Linked DNA regions of Mus musculus: region 2 is linked to region 1. Evidence: chromatin contacts called from public HiChIP or PLAC-seq data. All regions are on one chromosome and are shown on one strand. The core of a region is the stretch at or near the end of the contact, and the rest is flanking DNA. Distances in the headings are between cores, read along the strand shown.

What was found. HiChIP or PLAC-seq counts read pairs in DNA pulled down with a chosen protein or histone mark.
Region 2: an H3K27ac HiChIP or PLAC-seq map of the NIH/3T3 cell line shows a contact between it and region 1, with 9 times the contacts expected there. The contact joins two enhancer-like sites. A contact is called at or near these places in 12 of 39 promoter capture datasets (the 3T3-L1 cell line, 3T3-L1-derived adipocytes, the C10 cell line and 8 more), 31 of 484 Hi-C or Micro-C datasets (the Ba/F3 cell line, the C10 cell line, CD4 T cells and 23 more), 4 of 115 datasets of contacts at active chromatin or transcription factors (the NIH/3T3 cell line, astrocytes, bone marrow-derived dendritic cells and 1 more) and 1 of 9 other capture datasets (liver).

What each region holds. Positions count from the first base shown.
Region 1 is chr12:79,353,398-79,356,097 of GRCm38.p6, reverse strand. The region is part of intron 7 of Rad51b (RAD51 paralog B); the gene reads right to left. Among named protein-coding and RNA genes, the nearest start is that of Rad51b, 57 kb to the right of the region's middle. Within about 2 kb of position 1,342, at least 56 of the 459 cell types and tissues checked have an H3K27ac peak or open chromatin away from gene starts, as enhancers often do. A contact at or near this core is called in the HL-1 cell line, the NIH/3T3 cell line, embryonic fibroblasts and 2 more, where this site is marked.
Region 2 is chr12:80,378,563-80,381,262 of GRCm38.p6, reverse strand. All of the region lies in intron 5 of Dcaf5 (DDB1 and CUL4 associated factor 5), which reads left to right. Among named protein-coding and RNA genes, the nearest start is that of Mir1843a, 12 kb to the left of the region's middle. Within about 2 kb of position 1,337, at least 137 of the 459 cell types and tissues checked have an H3K27ac peak or open chromatin away from gene starts, as enhancers often do. A contact at or near this core is called in the HL-1 cell line, the NIH/3T3 cell line, embryonic fibroblasts and 2 more, where this site is marked.

The DNA.
Region 1 (2,700 bases), core at 93-2,592:
GTAAAGGAGGGCTGTCCCCAAGGAGAGGCACAAAAGGCAGCCAAAAGAAACAGCTCCCAGATGAGCAGTTCACCCAATCACTCAAACCTCCTCGGACTCTGCTGGGTCCCAAACTACAACACAACTGTGACCCTTCCTCTCCAATTATTCATTTCTTTAAAGTTGTATGAGAGACCACTATTAAACACACTTGAAAATTCTGTATGAATTATAACCAGTAGGTCCAATTACTTTATTAGATTTTTCTTCTCTTTAATACATTGAAAGAAGGGAAAAGCAAACAGCCCTTATATAGAAAGTAAAGATCCAAACAGCTTTCCACCCAAATGATGGACAACACATTGCCCTCTTTCATTCAAGGGCCAGTCCATTTGAAGCTTTACTCTGCCTTCCCAGCTTGCATCTGCATTACAGAATTCATGCAGATACTAAAGGAAACCAGGCTGAGGGACAAAGAAGCAACCCTATCCACTGTCCGTATGCAATCTCACTCAGAGCAGCAACATTCTATACGCTCTTCTCACCTGCCCTATTCTAGCAGACCCCTACCCAAAACCTGGCACTGGAGCAACCACATCACATTTACCCTGTTTTAAATGACAACCTCCTGTGTGAGATCATAAAAAGGATAAAGTCAGCAGACACGACGGACACCACCATCACCTCCATCGCCCTCAACCCTCACACACAGCCTGAGATGGTCTCGGGGTCACTGTAGTTCTGGATGCATGAACTGAGGGAGGAGCAGAAGATCAATGAGAGACCCTAAAAAGTCTCATAAGGTGCAGTGGATTAGCAGGCAGGGCAGCCGTGAGCAGAACTCAGTTTGCCTATCTTGCCCCATACAAAATCAAGTCAAAACACTCCCCTTAAAGAACCAAATTTGCCAAAGACGTTTAGACTTCATGTCTAGCAGCACACGGACTGCATGGGAGGGTGTCGGGTAATTTATAGTCCACCAATCTACTCAGGCCACCAGTGAACCACACAGCTGAAAAAGTTCACCACGTCCAAAGTCAAACTCTGCGGGGATCAGAAGGGTACTCCTGAGGGGCTGCACTCGGACCTCATTATAACTCCGTGTTATTTTAATACTATTCCTTGGATTTTGCCCCACACACAATTCCCAAGTCACAGAAAGACCATGAACAGTGTCCAGATGTATAAAATGCAAAAATACTTTCCTCCTACATGTGGACTCCAAGATAAACACCACAAGAAGCACGTGTGACTCAACTTGGAGCTCGTTCCAAATTAAATACTGCATCATGTGCACAGTGTATGGCTTAAAAAACAAAACCCCACGAATATCCTCCACGGTTCACAAGCCAGGCTTGGGCAAGCACATGACCACACTGGAAGATGGAAACATGAATTGGAGAGCCGGGGTAAAGGGTGAGAACAGCCTCAGTCGGGACCTTTCCCAGAAAACTGTTGCTATTTTCAGGGAACATTGGTATAACATGGGACACAGATGAAAGGGGAAATCATAGTTTTCTGTTTGGTTGGGGGTTTATCCCACATACACACACTGATGACCCTGAATTCTAAAACGGCAAAGAGTTTAAAAGCCCTAAGTAAGCAAGCACAAACATCATTAAATACAGATATGCATGCACTGACTGAGGTAATGAATACTTAAATGTCGGGGGCCAGACCAGCTAGAACGCTTTTGACCTGGACAATGGGTCTGAGTGGAGTAATGGAAACCTGGGGCAGACACGGGACACAGACCGTGGGAAAGGTCTCTACCTCACTGGTGTTGTGTTTCCCAGATGACAACTCTCTCTTTCTTAATCTATCTCTTTCCACTCCTCACACTTACGGTTTTATTAACATGTTTCCTTCATTTGACTGTAACTTGGCTTCAAGAAAGTTACAGTAAAAAAGTGAATGGCTGAATAAAGTGGGAATGTAAGAGATGATAGTTTGGCTAAGCCAGCATCTCCAGTGCTTTCTCCTGCAACTTAACATAAGCAAAAGTTCTAAAACGATTCAAGTTGGAATATATTTAACCAGCAAAACACCATGACTTTAAAAAATAAAAATAAAACATTTGATAAATGCAAAAGAATACACACACACACACACACACACACACACACACACTGTGTAGGTTACAAGGCATGGCTATGAAATGCGTGCCTATGAACCTGCCAACTACTCTTTTAATTAGCACTTTTTCTGTCTAGAAAGCTATTAATGTAACTCAGTGGCATGCCAGGACCCTAGAGATAATTCCCAGCAATAAGAAAGGAAGATGGGGGGTGGGTGGAATATCTCTAATCTGATAATTTGCTGTGGACTAAAATTTTACATCTCTCCCAAAATTCTCTGTTGAAACCCTAATCTACAGAGTGATGGTATCTGTCTATGAAGCTTTGACAGTGCCTGGCTAGATTAGGTCTTGAAGGTGTAAATAACCATGCTGGAGACAGACACACCAAAGCACAATCACCAAGAAGTGACCTTCACCAAGCAAACAACACTGTCAGACGCTGGTCTCACACATTCAGTGACTAGAACATGCTGACGTGAATGTTGCTGCTTTCTACACAGCTGCTGCACTCCAGTAGCCCCAGAAGACGAGACACAACGGGGGCAGTAGAAGCCATCTTCCCACCAGGCAGCTGCCCGGTTGTCATCAGTATTCTGAATTTATGCCTTTTTATTAAAAAATTTCACTTTTGCCATTTAAAA
Region 2 (2,700 bases), core at 88-2,587, 1.0 Mb before region 1:
TTCTGAGTTTGAGGCCAGCCTGGTCTACAGAGTGAGTTCCTGGACAGCCAAACAGCCAAGGCTACACAGAGAAACCTTGTCTCAGGGGGCTTGGGGAGGCGGTGGGAAGAAAGCCTTTTCTCTTGGCAAAATAGATCATTCCTTATTCTCACTATAAATGGCCAGCTGCATAAACTCCTGCTGAGATGTATCCATCCATTCTTCTGGAAGGAATCACATTTTGTTCTCTACGATGTACTCCTAACTACATCAGGTTCTTGTGCACTCTCCTTGGTTGAAAGATTAATCTTCTTACCCAGAAATGCAGGAAGAAGAAAAGTTACTGGAGCCACACTCCTGCACTCTAACCAAATTATAAATGCCAGGTCAAGGATCTTGGGTGGGGATAGAATAGACCCGTGGGCCAGTGATGGGCAGGCTCCTCTTCAGGCCTGACTGGAATGGACAGAGAGGATAACTATTAACTGATGAGAAGGGAGTTTAGCAGAGGCCCCTGCTTCCTGTCAGGGACTTGAGCTGATGTCAACCCTGCTGCTGTGCTGTGCTGTGCTGTGCTGTGCTGTGCTGTGCTGTGCTGTGCTGTACTGTGCTGCGCTGTGCTCTTGTGCTGTGCTGTGCTGTGCTCTTGTGCTGTGCTGCGCTGTGCTCTTGTGCTGTGCTGCGCTGTGCTCTTGTGCTGTGCTGCGCTGTGCTCTTGTGCTGTGCTGGGCTGGGCTGGGCTGGGCTGGGCTGCGCTGCGCTGCGCTGCGCTGTGCTGCTCTGTGCTCTTGTGCTGTGCTGTGCTGTGCTGCGCTGTGCTCTTGTGCTGTGCTGTGCTGCGCTGCGCTGTGCTGCGCTGCGCTGCGTTGTGCTGTGCTGTGCTCTTGTGCTGTGCTGTGCTGTGTGTGCTGTGCTCTTGTGCTGTGCTGGGCTGTGCTGTGCTGTGCTGCGCTGCGCTGGCTGTGCTCTTGTGCTGTGCTGTGCTGTGTGTGCTGTGCTGGGCTGTGCTGTGCTGCGCTGCGCTGTGCTGGCTGTGCTCTTGTTCTGTGCTGTGCTGTGCTGTGCTGTGCTGTGCTGTGCTTGGCTGTGCTCTTGTGCTGGGCTGTGCTGTTCTGGGCTGTTCTGGGCTGGGCTGTGCTGTTCTGGGCTGTGCTGGGCTGTGCTGGGCTCTGCTGGGCTCTGCTGGGCTCTGCTGGGCTGGCTGTGCTGGCCAAGTTTGTTTCTGTTGAGTCTTGTTCCACCCCTCACCCACCCTCAGTTCCACAGATTCTGGCTGAGTTGCAAGCTCCATGCTGACTGTAGATTGAAAGCCTTTCATTGTTTTTGAACTCAGTGTTTAGATAGCACCGCATGCCTGTGGTGGCCAGGGCTCCCTATAAAGGAAATGCCTGGGCTCCAGCTGCCCAGTCCTTTCATTCTCTGTGTATGAGTGAGTGAGTGTGGCTTGTATTCAAGACATTATAAGATCATTTATTTCTTTGCTGGGTTTATCATTTGGGGACTTGGGATTCTAGACTCCTCCTTGGTACTTGGAGTTCTGGGGATGGTTTTTGTCTTTGCTGTCTTCCATCCATTCCACCCAGGAGGATGGCACGATGTTTTATCCAAACCTTGTTTCTGCACACAGCCGCAGTACCACAGCATTCCTCCCTTGGTGAGAAGATTGCTTTGGGAGGGTAAAGTAGGCATGGCTGCGGCTGGTGTTGGCAGGTTGTGTTTATGACCATGCCAGGTTGGCAGCTGCTCCTGCATGAACGTTTTCAGGGCCATTCTTCCTGTAGGTCATCTTCAGGCAAGTCAGGACCTCATCAGCAAAAGAAGTCATTTAGAAGCATACTGTATGTCTTAGTTAGGCTTTTACTGCCATGAACAGACACCATGACCAAGGCCACTCTTATAAGGACAGTATTTAATTGGGGCTGGCTTACAGGTTCAGAGGTTCAGTCCACTATCATCAATGCGGGTGCATGGCAGCATCCAGGCAGGCATGGTGCAGGAGGAGCTGAGAGTTCTACATCTTCATCTGAAGACTGCTAGTGGGAGACTGGCTTCCAGGCAGCTAGGATGAGGATCTTAAACCCACAGTGACACATGACTCCCAACAAAGCCACACCTACTCCAACAGGGCTACACATTCTAATACTGCCATTCCCTGGGTAGAGCATATGCAAACATCACACTTCATGACTTTAAAAATGTTATAAACATTATGAAACTACAGAAAAAATAATGCAATAAGAACATATAACCGCTTAGTAAAGCTATACAAATGATACTCACATAGCCTGACTTCAGTGAATCAGAGATATAAAAGAGAACATGGTTGTGGCATGGGTAACCACCCCTCTGTGAGATAAGGCCCAGGTAATCAAGAATTCTGTTGAGGGACTGGGGAGACGGCTCAGTTATGAGCACTTGGAAGGGCTGGAGAGATGGCTCAGAGGTTAAGAGCTGTTGCAAACTTGGGCTTGAGATTCCCAGCATCTCTCTGGTGGCTGTCATTAACCCCAGTTCCAAGAGATCCAGTGCCCTCTTCTGGCCACCAGACTTATGCATGGTGCACAGACATATACATAGACATTCACATATACACATAAAACACACACTACACTATAGCATAATAAGTGAACCAGAATATACTGTATGTCTTAGTTAGGCTTTTACTGCCATGAACAGACACCATGACCAAAGCCACTCTTATAAGGACAGTATTTAATTGGG